Regions from separate parts of the Zea mays genome. Here region 1 is linked to region 2. A link is a contact called in public Hi-C data. All regions are on one chromosome and are shown on one strand. The core of a region is the stretch at or near the end of the contact, and the rest is flanking DNA. Distances in the headings are between cores, read along the strand shown. Region 1 holds the start of LOC100277400. Region 2 holds the start of LOC542489 (cellulose synthase 3).

What was found. Hi-C and Micro-C count contacts between places; a contact is called where the count stands out from the background.
Region 1: a contact with region 2 is called in a Hi-C map of ear, with 1.6 times the contacts expected there. The contact joins the promoter of LOC100277400 here to the promoter of LOC542489 in region 2. A contact is called at or near these places in 2 of 25 Hi-C or Micro-C datasets (ear and tassel).

Annotation. Positions count from the first base shown.
Region 1 is chr3:12,357,319-12,364,227 of Zm-B73-REFERENCE-NAM-5.0, forward strand. It overlaps LOC100277400, which reads left to right and starts at 2,630. Exons shown (of 10, transcript NM_001150967.1): 1 at 2,630-2,942; 2 at 3,074-3,258; 3 at 3,800-4,175; 4 at 4,260-4,293; 5 at 4,539-4,763; 6 at 4,910-4,999; 7 at 5,584-5,649; 8 at 5,725-5,816; 9 at 5,901-5,948; 10 at 6,648-6,909. The coding sequence starts at 3,832. The coding sequence ends at 6,759.
Region 2 is chr3:11,614,560-11,621,417 of Zm-B73-REFERENCE-NAM-5.0, forward strand. LOC542489 (cellulose synthase 3) reads left to right here and starts at 3,608. Exons shown (of 14, transcript NM_001305863.1): 1 at 3,608-3,818; 2 at 4,429-4,624; 3 at 4,789-4,979; 4 at 5,537-5,621; 5 at 5,709-5,898; 6 at 6,257-6,523; 7 at 6,630-6,858. The coding sequence starts at 3,741. LOC103649685 (E3 ubiquitin ligase BIG BROTHER-related) reads left to right here. Exons shown (of 6, transcript XM_020550712.1): 5 at 50-171; 6 at 257-350. The coding sequence ends at 350.

The DNA.
Region 1 (6,909 bases), core at 1,380-3,879, 740 kb after region 2:
TTATCTTCTTCGGCGGCATGACGAAGGTTGATGCTTTGCCGAAGGTTGTGGAAGTGAGTACACCGGAGGTGGGCGCCAATGTTGGGGACTTGTTCTCAAATGCTATGAATTAAGAACAAGGCAACACAGAAAGAAGTTAATGGTTAAGGCCCTTCGTCCTTTGAAGCATTATTTCCCTCAGGATATAACGATCTTCGGACGAAGGTCATGAAGAACATACCTTCATGATCACAGTTTACATTGATGAAAGAAGAAGCATATGAAACATGAGAAATAACATGAATAACCATGTAACATCCTTTATATGCCCTTATTATATAATCATGAATGAATAAGAACAATATTGAGTTACCTTCGGCTTGACAGAAGGCTAAAGTACAAACGTGATGCACGAGCAAGTACAAGTCAGCGTGAACAGTACAGGGGTACTGTTCATCTATTTATAGGCACAGGGCGCAGCCTGTGTAAAATTACATTCATGCCCTTTATATTTACTATTGATTTAAGGACAACCCAACGAGGACTAGATAGCCTTTTCCCCTTTAAGTCGGTTCCTTTTTCCGCCGCTGAGCCGAAGCTCCCTTGCACGTAGCTTCGGAGCATCATCAACCTTCGTCTCGACCATGCTTTCCGTATCATGTACAGTTTTAACCTGAGTCTTAAGGTACCTGTATATATATTACACTTGGGAAACACTGTTAAATCATGTTTTTTAGGACCTTCGGAAGACGAAGGCCCCCAACAGGTGTATTGTCCTGTCTGTTCGGTATACGTGTCCCTTTAGTGAGTCTTACCGTGGGCATCTTCGTAGTAGTGTGAGGGGCCCCACAGGTTAGTCATACGGTGCAGTCGTGCGTCGTGTGGTCTCGCCTGTCGTCATGAGCCCGCGCCACTCACCGATGTGCGTAGGCATAAACCCGGTATGGTATATCTACTGTGTACTATCCATTATATGGGTCACTATAGAAGCTCCAGTGCTAAGGTCCTCCATGGACAGGGTCAATTAACCCCTCGAGTTAGTGGGGGTGCGCCCGGGGTCATACTTGAGGATGTGAAGTCATGTTGATAGTGACCTCCCGGCGCATCCTCGATCTGTCGTACATATGTCCGGTCGTGTTCCTAGGGTGACACATCTTGTCACAGTCAGCGTGGGCTTGTAGCGCGTGACTTGGGTCTCCGCCTTGCAGATTTGCTCGACTGGGACTTGGTCGGCCGCTCTACCTCGTAGGCTTGCTCGGCGGGGACTTGGTCGATCGCGCGCGCCTCGCATACTTGCTCGGGCGGGACTTGGTCGGCCAGGAGGTTATGTGCCCTATTTTGGGTACCCCGTTCCTTGGTACTCGACACCCCCTTAGGCATCCGTGTTCCTTTCACCCACGCTATCATATGACACAGTTGGCAGTTGTAGAAACTACATGACATAGTGCTCGTTGGTTCACTTGTGATCTAGGTGTGGCTATAGTGATGTCGTCGTCTCTTGCAATAAATGAGATGAATAAAAGCCTTTTTATTTCTTGGTGTCATGTGTGGTCTACCTATGGTGTTGGTTCACTAGTTAGAGGCACATATGGCGTTGGGGCTGTGTCCCCTGGTTGTTCTACCCTGAGGCGTCTTAGGGAGAGCCAAGGAGACTCGTATAAGGCCCCTAACTCACAGGCCTCGAGGCCTAGCCGCCATGGGGCTTGGCCTCCCTATGTGCATGGTCTCATGAATGTCAGGCTGGCGCTGACCTAGGCTTTCTACAGGTTTGTCTTCTGTCGATGAAGTCCTGAAAGACACTTTTATAATATAGGGGATTGTGATTTAGAGAGGGCCGGACTGGGAGGAGGCCCAGTGGCCCACGAACGAAGTTGGTTTTGGCCCATTATCTTTAGCATTTTTCTATTATTTTCAGAAAATACATATTATATATATTAGTAGTTTCAAAAATTAGAGGGGCTATGGCCTACTTTACCCCTTGAACATCTACATATGTATTATTGTAATTTCACATGAATCATTGGTATATGTATATATCCACAATCGTAGTCTTTATAAAACAGAGAGAGCATAACTTAGTCTGTTAGGTCATATGACAGAAGAGTTTAGGGGTCATTTGGATCCCTCTATTTTTATTAAAAATAAAATCTACTTAATAGAGTAGGCTATTTAGCTTAGAATCTGATATTCCATCGTTTTTAAAGTTCAGATACAATTCTATCTTAAATTTATAGAACGAAAGGATGAAAATTGATTTCATCGAACTATATTTCTATTCTGCAATTTATAATATACATTTTGGCTCGCTACCCTATAACATAAATGTAGCACATAAATGTCTTTATTATATATATAACACCGATGATATAAAACCATATTATTAATCTATGCTTAAATTATAACTATTGAAATGAAATTTAACCTAAAGGATCCAAAGCGGGACCTCATAGAACATCTGCATTTCATTCAGGTATGGCAGTGATTGTTTGTTTCATTGCTCGTCTCTTTGGTCACGCACGTGCCAGAACCCCAGAACGTTCGGGTGTACTTGTTGCGACGTGAGAAACATAACATTTTGATTCCTTGCGGTCGCAAAGGCAAATCGACACAAGCAAATGATAAATGTGTCATCTATCCATCGAATGGTCCCATTCCATTCCAAGCAAGCGGTCCAGGTCGGAAAAACTTGCTCCATCTCATCCTCATCGCGTCTCCCAGATCACCTGACCCCGTGGTTGGTTGGTCCTCGTCGCGATTGGTTCTTTCTTGGTCCGTTCGCTCACTTCTCGCCCTGTCTTTGCCTGCGGCTGCTGCTGCTCTGGGACAGGTGGGAGAGGAGGCGCCACACCCAGACGAGAGGCTTCCCGAGTCCACCGCCAGCACGAGTCCACCGCCGGCACTTTGACTCGGAGCCGGAGATTCTTGCGAGGAACTGGCAGGGATCTGCTGCCCATCCGCATATCGTAATTCATGATCTCTATCTCTATGCGTTTTAGATTTTGACTAGCATTTTCTGATTCCGTGTTCTTTTTTTTTTATTGCGGATACACTGATGCGCACATGTCCGATGTATCCTCCCCCGATCTCAATCTAGATGCTGCAACAGTAGTTCACTCGTCGGAGGAAGGCGCATCACACGAACTAGGTGGAAGGAACCGGACGGAGCTTGGAGAGGGCAAGCGGGCAAGGGGAGTGAGTAGTGGTTCTCGGTGTCTTCTTTAACCACTCTGTCCGATCCGCTGGTGTGTCTGCGCGATCCTGTTGACGAATCAATCGCCGGTAAACTCAGCTTCCTTCCCCACTTCATACTCTCTCAGACGATAGGTTTCTTGATGCCTTCCGCTTCGTTTTGTTCGTTTGTTTCGTGTGTGCGCGTCAATGAAGGACGGGCAAATGTCGCATCTTTACCTTTTGCGTGGGGTACCCAGGCCGACCAGGTTGCGGCATAGGTTCTGAATCTCCGAATAGTGTTTTGTGTGTCTCACTTTCTTTGGCCTGTTCTTTTCCCCTGCTTTCTCTATTTGGCAATTAGGATTCTGTATTGCGTTGATCTCTCTATTAGCCGGGAAGGCAAGGAAAAAAGTGCTTCTTTTTATCCTTGATTGATGAATGGACTGGCGCAGGCCACCAGGTCGCGGGTTGAAGCAGCGTCTCCCTATTTGCGGGGGGGGGGGGGGGGGGGGGGGGGGGGGAAGCTGGCCTCGGTTTAGGGACTTTGGCACTGTTTCTTTAACGGACTGGCGCAAGTATAGTATCAGATTTTAATGAGAACGACGAGGACAGCAAACTTATATAATGTGTTGCTGATATATGATGGCAGGGACGGTTAATTAAGCATTCCAATCCTCAGCCATGGCCGTGGACACTACTCAACCGGAGTACTGGCTCAACTGGAGGTTCTTGCTGTGCGCGCTCTGGGTCTACTCCTGCATGGCCTTGGCATTCTTCCTGATTAAGAAGTACGAGGGGGCCAGTTCACCGGACAGCAATGGCGATGACGGTGGAGACAGAGAAGAGGCGTTACCACGTGTCAGACCTGGTGTTGTTTATCTTGAAGATTGCTGGAAGACATGCCTTGAGGGTATCCACCCTGGCTGGCTGCTGGCATTTCGCGTTGTGGCCTTCTTCGTTTTGGCTTCGCTGCTCGTGGTCGACATCATTACTGATGGATGGAGTATCTTCCTATACTACACTCAGTGAGCTCATTTTCATCCCAGAATTAGTTCCACTACCAACAATTAAAAAAAACTTATGCTGAAATGATGTTGTATGTTTGGCAGGTGGACGTTCTTGCTTGTCACCTTGTATTTTGGGGTATGTAGTTTGCCAATGGAACTTTGGCTTGCGTTTTGTTTTGGTTATTTGTCACTTTTGTTGTTATACTTAACCTTGAGTTTCAGTAACTGACACTGACATCACATCTCACTGCACTCCTGCAACATTGATACAAAGGCTTATATGAATTTTCTTTTGAGGATATTATCTGAAACAGACTGGACACTCGAGTTATGTATTCTTGCTCATGATTTTTTAACCAGTACTACCCTCTTTATCTTCAGCTTGGATCGTTACTTTCTATATATGGATGCTATCAGTATGTTTACAATACTGGTGGGGATAGATATGATCCGGTAAGATCTGGTGCAGATCATGGCACATATATGATAGCTCCAACTGCGGAAAGTGTATATGACCCTGCAATCAAAATTTCTCATGACACTAAAACAAACAATGGTGGAGAAATAGCAGGAGTTTGGGGTTATATGTTCCAGATCATGTTTCAGGTAAGTCGTCAACCATCATAAGGATGTGCCATTGCTTCACATTTTTTTTGCAAAAAGTTGACCTATTTTACATTAATAAAAGTAATGAAGAGAAACATGAAAGATGACTGACATTGCCACTCCACTCATTCTGTGTTTCTTTCCAGACAAATGCAGGTGCTGTGATGATTACAGATTTGGTGTTCTGGTTTATTCTGTACCCTTTCCTTGCCCACAATCAGTACAAGATGGATTTTGTGAGTGATCCCTTTTGCGATTTTAGGAACACTAACAATCTACTGTACAGTCTTACTTGTTTGGTGAACCATATTAACTAAAGTCTTTCGTACACATTACTTTTTCCTTTAAAATTTACCTTGAAGACCATAATTCACTATATATACCTAGGGATTTTGGAACTCTGGTATGGTAGTATATATAACTTAATGGTATGTGACTTTTTATCAGTTACTTTGTAATTTGGTCACCTTTGAGACTCATTTATTTTTTGGAACACATGTCATGAGCTCTGCCTATATTAATAAAGAGATAAAAACACGCAAGAACATAAAACCTTTCGGCCTGCCAGTATTGCTTATGTATCTTTTGTACATGATTTAAGGGAGGCAGAAGTGGATGTATACAAGTGCTAAGCACTTTTTTATAGGTGCATCAGTAGTGGCCTATTGCTTTGTAAGAATGAAATGTTACGTTGATTACGTGCTACTCATACCAATATATAATCATAGTACAAAATAGAGATTTATTTGTTTATTGGAGGTTTGTTATTTGTATTCGTATTTTTTAAATTTCTTAAAAGCTCTTAATATGTGCATCACAGATTCTGATTGGGACACATTCAATCAACGTTGTCTTCATAGTTGGAGATGCAGCTCTAAACAGACTGGTAAACGTCTCATGCCGCAAGCTCACAACATTGATCCATATCATGGTCAACTGATCATTTTATCCACAAGTGCAGCATTTCCCGTGGTTTAGGATAGCATACTTCCTACTGTGGACGGGCATTTTTGTTAATGTTCAGTGGATCGTCCACTTTTTCGTGTCAATAGGGTAACACTACGAACTTGGTTCTTGTTTCTTCTTCCTAACGGTGTGCAGTTCTGATGCATAACTTTTTTTTTTTGCTTTGTTCAGGTGGCCTTACCCATTTCTAGACTTGACATTCCCTGGTGCACCTGTATGGTAAGGTCGACTAGACGAAACAAGTGACTCTATTTTTGCTAAATACCATGGTCTCATGTGTAGCTTACGCATTAGTTTGGCTCTGTTTGTTTACTTCCAGGATTATATAATCCAGCTTAGGGCCTGTTCGGTTAGCTCTAAATCCATGTGGATTGAGTGGGTTTGGGTGGGTTCAAATCCCAAACAAGTCAAAATTGTTCTCAATTTTTTCCAATCCCGTCCAATCCATAGCTAACGGGATTAACCGAACAAGGCCTTATGGATTATATAAGCATCTAATGATCTGCTTATGTATTATCATAATCTAGGTTCTATATTATATAATTCACCTAATAATCTCTGTTATTTGTTTGTCTCTTAACTTATTTAAGTTGGGTTATATAATCTAGAGAGTAAACAAACAGGGCCTTAGTCTAAGAAAAAGGTAGAATCTAGACAGTAAATGACAGCAGAATCACAAGCTAGGGGGGATAGCTATGAAAATCCTATTACCACATGAACAGATGCAATAACATACAAAGGACAAAACAATTTGGTGCCTAAATAGTAATACTTTTGGTCGTCGCACTCATTTTACACACAAGCCATCAATAAAATCGCTATCATGCTCTTTCTACCATACTCTTATGCCAGTATTGCTGTAAACTACGATTTCATCAGCCTGAAAGAAATTAAAAAAAAAACTGTGATTCCTGGCAGGTACCTGGTGGTGGCACTGCTGCACCTCCCATGCTACGGCATGTTCGCCCTGGTGCTGAGGCTCAAGCATATGTTGCTGGAAAGCTGGTTCCCTCAAACTTATGCGAAGTAATCAAGGACGACAATAGATGGAGTTGGTTGTCTCTATACGCTTCCTTCAGCAAAAAAATTAAGCGGAGGTTCTGCAAACTGTATGCACCACGGAATCACATTGAAATAGATCACACCTGTCTGTCGACGGGTTTCTCCGGAAGTGGACATG
Region 2 (6,858 bases), core at 2,358-4,857:
ATCAATATGCCAATATGCCATGTTTTAATGGTTCTTATGTTGATATCAGGAGCTAGTCGCATTGGGTGAAGTAGTTGGCACAGAAAACAGAGGTCTCTCTGCCGATACACTTGCTTCTTTACCTTCAGTAACATACAAGCTGCAACATGTTCAGGATGGCAACACGGAGCAGTATGTGCAAATAATTGAAGTTTTATAGTTTTGTAATGATCTAGCTTCTGTATATAAAGTTCTAATGTATCATTATTGTTGATAGATGCGTAATTTGCTGTGTGGAATTGGAGGATGAATCTTTATGCGATGTTTTATGGACAACAATTACACACAACATAACAGCCAATGATAATTAATGTTGACAATTCGAATTTATTAATTCAAAAATTAATAAATACACATTTTTGCACATCATTTGTATAGCGTGAATTGGGAAGAAAACATAGAAAACAAAAAAAGAAATGGAAAAAAGGAATCTGTTAACACTGTAGCTTTAGGGGACCGAATTTAGGGGACGCTGCTGGAGACTGAGAATATATAGAGGACAAAATCTTTTAGAGTGTTCTGTAAAGGACAGAGAATATTCTTTTAGGAGATGGAATTTAGGAGACGCTGCTGGAGACAGCCTTAGACGGAGACGGAGGCATGTAAGCTTGACCATCAGATATGTGTGTTTTCCCGTGCACTTTCTCTGTGCCATCTTATGTCTAGTTTTTTTTACGATAAATAAGTATTTCACCAAAGGCCATGTTCGTTTTGTCTCGGTGGAGATTAAGAGTCATATAACGAAGTTGCTTATGTGTAATTTTTGTTGTTACCTTTCATCATTTTTGTTTACAATCTCTATAAATCTGAGTTGTCCATATTTCAAGCACTTCTTCTCGTTTTTTTTCTAGAATAACATATAATTATGTTGGGGTACATCAATCTTCTTACAATTCACACCAAAAAGCTTAAAGCAATTTCTTTTACTAGTAATATTTTGAGACACCTTGTGATTTGCTCGAAACACATCACAGATCAAATTCACTAGCTCTTTATAGCAATTGCTTGAGAATACAAACTTAGACTTAATACACATACTGCATCACTCAATGAGCGAAATGTTATAGAGTGATTGTAACGATGTTCTGTTCTTGCAATGGTATTTAAAGGAATAAATTATTTATATAGATGGGAATTAAGATAATAAGACATGTCTATACAGCGGTAATAGTAGCAAGGGTTTAAACAAAACCCTGAAAGATGAAAAAGAACCCGTAATTTTAAAATACCAATGAACGAACAAATTATTATAGGGTGTTCGATCCACCGCCTATTGCTCCTCGCATCGATGCGGCGACGACTCAACTTGTAGTAAGATTAATAATATAGGTTAAAGTGCGCTTTATAAGGTCGCTCTCAATATGAGTTCCATACTCATTAAATACAATGACACATCACGATGCTTGGTGATGTGACAGTGTAATTAAGAGGAGAGATATAGAGAACTTTACAGGAGATGGTAGAGTTTTATGGGGTGAAACCTTGTGTACACGGTTACCTAGTTTAAATCGGATGTGGCAACATTATAGTGCATTGAAACTCATCATTGAGAATGGCCTTAATATGTTGACACATATAGACAACTAAAATCATAACCATACAATAAATCTATCATAATATAAGCAATACATTTAATACTCGGGCCATCTATTTATCTCATAAATTGTTTTCAAGTTTATGAACAATCTAATTTCAACTGGCTACTAGTAAGCAGTTTGCTTCCCTTCTCTCTTCATTTTCTTTCTTTTATGTCACTATAAGTCTGATGTGTTGTCTCTTGCAGTTCACCTATGTCACCTTATTATACTAGCTCTAACGCTGTCACGACTGCATATGCCTCCATCGACTACAGGTAGGGGTGAACAAAATACTCGATACCCAAACATCAAACCCAAATTACTTGAACCCGGATCCAAATACTGAAACCTGAAATACCCAATCGTAATTTAAGATAGTGACATGTACCCACAATACAGGGTACCCTAAGATAACGTAAAATGACTACTCTATGACATATGAAATTACGTGCAAGATGGTCTCTAGGTAGATTAGGCTCGATTAGGTCATCTCGCCCAGGTTGAACCTGACCGAAGCAAACCTAACGAAAGTCCCCATAACCTAGTATTTTCCACTAGGCCAAACTTGATCTGGCCACCCCGACCAAGTTAGACTGGACCATAACAAACACAACTAGGGTTCACTCGACCAAGATCCTCCACCAAGTTGGCCCTAACCTCGACTAGTCAATCCTAACCTCGGACAAGCTGACTATACATCTCATACATGACTCCATAGTCAGAAAGGAAACTCATAGAGCCAGTGCATTTATGATCCTCTAATCTTTCAGCGTACACGTCTAACGTAAGACAAAGGTAGATATAGTATAAAGTACTCTAGGGACTCCTCAACACCACACCTCAAAAGGAAGAAAGTCAACAGAATTAGACAAGACATGAGCGAAAGAAGATAACTCCAAGGCCAACCACTCGTACGACTCTTATAAACGTGCCCAACGACAAGGCTTTGGACACATGCAGGACCTAACCACTCCCTTGGCCTAGTCATCTTGAAGATGACAAAGCAATATGCATTCGCCATGATGTACCAAAAGAGCTACACAACCCGGAATATGAACAACACACCCCATCGAAACCTCTGTAACAATAGGTCTCATGTTCCTCAAGTACATAAAGGGATGGGGCCACCTTGCATCCACTTTACACAAAGCACGAGAGTTCAACACTCCACTTTGTAACACTCGAGTCAATAAGAAAGGCTTCAACACCATACTATGTAGGAGTTATTTCTGAACAAGTCTAAACTCTCTTAGGCGTGTAAAGAGCAAGACCATCGAGACGACAACATCACGAATCCTCTCCTAACCTACAAAATTAATTGTGGGATAGTAATTGTAAAAACCCAAATTTAGTTTGGGAAATGTTCCCCAATACTCGATCTATCCGAATTACTCGAAATATCTCAATCATTTCTCTTATATATTCATAACATAAAGACACATGAAGTGGTTCGGTGCGATATAATTATATTATTTAAAACAAACTAATATATATTTACGCTAACTTAATAACTAGTTTATTATTATTGATATGCAGACATGTTTTGATTTGAGGAACCATTATTTATTACTTTAAATGCTACTAAAATTCTTTTAAAATGATTGATTGTGTCCATTTCAGATATTATCAAGTAAAATCCGAAATGAATCATTGAGTATATAAAATTTCGAATAATATTTTTTGAAACTAAAATTCGTTAACAATTATTTATACCCTAAATTTCATTTAACCGAATTATCTGACTCGAATTTTGTAACCTGAATGGACAGACCGTTGCGCACGGCTAGAACAACTGAACAACAGTCTGTGGGACGGTGACGGCGTCCAGGCGACGACGTTGACGCCCGCCGCCCCGCACGGCCGTACCCAATCCGACAGCCCACATCCACCTCCCACTCCCACCTCCCATCCGACGGTGCAGAGCCCGTCACAGTTCACCGCGCTAGCCCACGGGACGCGGCAGAAAGCGACGCGTGTGGGGGACGCGAGTACGCGACACGACAGCGAGAGCACTAGCAGTCGGGACACTCACCACCAGCTAACGCGCACTCGCGTCGGAATGCGTGCTGCGTGAAGAGAGGCGAGACGGGCTGCGGGGAGGAGGCGGATAGCGGCGGCGTCGGCATGGAGGCGAACCGGGGGATGGTGGCTGGCTCCCGCGGCGGGGTCGTAACGATCCGGCACGACGGCGACGGAGCCGCGGTGCGTCCCCACTCTCCCCCGCTCTTCGGTGCCCTGCTCGCGCTCTCACTCGGCTTCGTCCCGTCGCGTTTTGATTTGCGCCGGGGGACCTGTCGATCTGCCGTGCGCCCGTGCGCCGCCGGGCGGATGGAGTTGGTCCAGCGTCCGATTGGCGGCCCTTGCGGTCGTTGTGTGGGATGCCTAGGTTCTGTTGCGTCAGCGTAGGAGGTTTTCGGTGCGGTTGTGGGGGGTTTTCGGCGCGGCGTGCTGGTCGAGTGGCGACTCTATTGATTTCACTGTTCTCTTCGCCACCTGCTCGCGACGGTGTTGTCGGGAAATGCAGAGGGGATTTGGTTGAGATGGATTATTCAACTTGCCTGGGTTTGTCATCTGTATTTTATAGGAACAGTTCGAATCCTACAGTTTGTTGGTATTAATAAGCTGTTGACCTGCTAATGCGTCAAGCTTTGGTCTTAATTAATGTATGCATTTCTCCTAACTCTGTGGGCCATGAGGGAAATTTGTTGCGTCTTGTTCGATTTTATGATATTCTTATATAGAACCTCTGATTGTTGGTTTGTTGCTGTCACAATCTCACCTTCATGACTACATCTACGTTGTTGGCGTGCAGGCTAAGCAGTTGAAGAATGTGAATGAACAAATATGTCAAATCTGCGGTGACACGCTCGGGCTCTCAGCAACAGGCGATATCTTTGTTGCGTGCAACGAATGTGCCTTCCCAGTGTGTCGTCCGTGCTATGAGTACGAGCGTAAGGAGGGGAATCAGTGCTGCCCTCAATGCAAGACTAGATACAAGAGGCACAAAGGTCCGTTCCTTGTGGGACATACTGAGCTTACTCATTGCTTTACAAGTTCAAAGAATCAAAGTTTCAAACTTCTTGAGAAATCTGTTAATTGATATTGCAAACACATCTGTTTAAATTTTCTAATGGAAAATGACTTATGCACATATCTCCATGTTCAAATTTAGGAAGCCCTCGAGTTCGGGGAGATGAGGAAGAGGATGGAGTTGATGATTTGGACAACGAATTCAACTATACACAAGGCAATGTCCAAGGGCCTCAGTGGCAGCTGCGGGGACAAGGGGAAGATGTTGACATCTCTTCGTCTTCTCGACATGAACCCCATCACAGAATTCCACGTCTGACAACTGGGCAGCAGGTATAACAACATACATAAAGCCACTATACGATGCCAGACAAACAGATTCTTGCTGAGCTTTTGGTCCTGTAATCTTATTAGAATTATCTGTACTATCCAAGGCTGTCCTTCCGCTTTAGCCCTGTAGTGTGAAGTTTCAATGGAACCAACTGGTTCACTGCCTCACTGCTGGAGTTGTAGCCCAGTGTTCTTGGTTGCTTATAGATGATTAAGTCCATATACAAGAAATGGGTGGCTGGGTGCTCTTATCTGTTACCAGATACATGTATGACAATAAGTTTTTTTAGATAAAGGAATTTTATGCCAGCCTCTGCAAGAGTTTTGCACTCAACCATCCAGTGTATAACAATAAATACGCTCGACAAATACTGCTTACTACTTTTGGGACCTACGTCTTGTTTCAGAAAGACAGCTATAATTCCATTGAATTAGATGGTCATTGTACTTCCTGACATAATTCCAATGAATTAGATAGATGGTCGTTATATTGAACTTGAAAGCTTCCATAAGAATATTTTGTATTGTTGTTGCACTGAAACATTGTCAACTGCTTTCAGATGTCTGGAGATATCCCTGATGCATCTCCTGATCGCCATTCTATTCGCAGCCCAACACCAAGTTATGTTGATCCAAGCATTCCAGGTGTGCTATCGTGTTATGTATATTTGTGTTGGTAATCAGTTCCCCTGCAGATTCACTAGAATGCAATCATTTGTTCCATGATATCAGTACCTGTGAGGATTGTGGACCCCTCGAAGGATTTGAATTCTTATGGAGTTGGAAGTGTTGACTGGAAAGAAAGAGTCGAGAGCTGGAAAGTTAGACAGGACAAAAATATGATACAGGTGACTCATAAATATCCAGCTGAAGGGAAAGGGGACATTGAAGGGACTGGCTCAAATGGTGAAGATCTGCAAATGTATGGTCCTTACGACTTCACTTATGTCTGCTCTGTCTTTTCTTCTTTGAATCAGGATCCTTCTGTATAGAAAACATTCACATTGCACCTGGGGTCTTATTTTACAATTTTAGTTGTCCATGCTGAGTTGCTGACTACATCAAGCCAAGCAATATTTGCTATAATGCCAGAGAATACTCTTTCCATTAAACTCCACAAATGAGTCCTGCACCAGTTTTAATGTAGTGGATATTTTTGCTACACACCAAGTTTTTTATTCTTGCCACTTCTGTTCTAGTGTTTTGTAATAGTGGAATGCTTACTGCTTTCTGTTTCAGCTAATGCTGTTGATTTGCCTGCATTTATTGCTCTTCTGCAGGGCTGACGATGCACGGCTACCTCTAAGTCGCATAGTTCCGATATCTCCAAACGAGCTTAACCTTTATCGGATCGTGATTGTTCTCCGGCTTATCATCCTATGTTTCTTCTTTCAATATCGTATAACTCATCCAGTGGAAGATGCTTATGGGTTGTGGCTTGTATCTGTTATTTGTGAAGTTTGGTTTGCCTTGTCTTGGCTTCTAGATCAGTTCCCAAAGTGGTATCCTATCAACCGTGAAACTTACCTCGATAGACTTGCATTGAGGCAAGTTGCACTTCTTGATGTTTTCTACTGGATGTTGCCAATGCATTGATTGTTATCTTTAAGTGTTCTTATGTTTCGTGCTGAGATTTCTGGTTCGACTTTGCAGATATGATAGGGAGGGTGAGCCATCCCAGTTGGCTCCAATCGATGTCTTTGTTAGTACAGTGGATCCACTTAAGGAACCTCCTCTAATTACTGGCAACACTGTCCTGTCCATTCTTGCTGTGGATTACCCTGTTGACAAAGTATCATGTTATGTTTCTGATGACGGTTCAGCTATGTTGACTTTTGAAGCGCTATCTGAAACCGCAGAGTTTGCAAGGAAATGGGTTCCC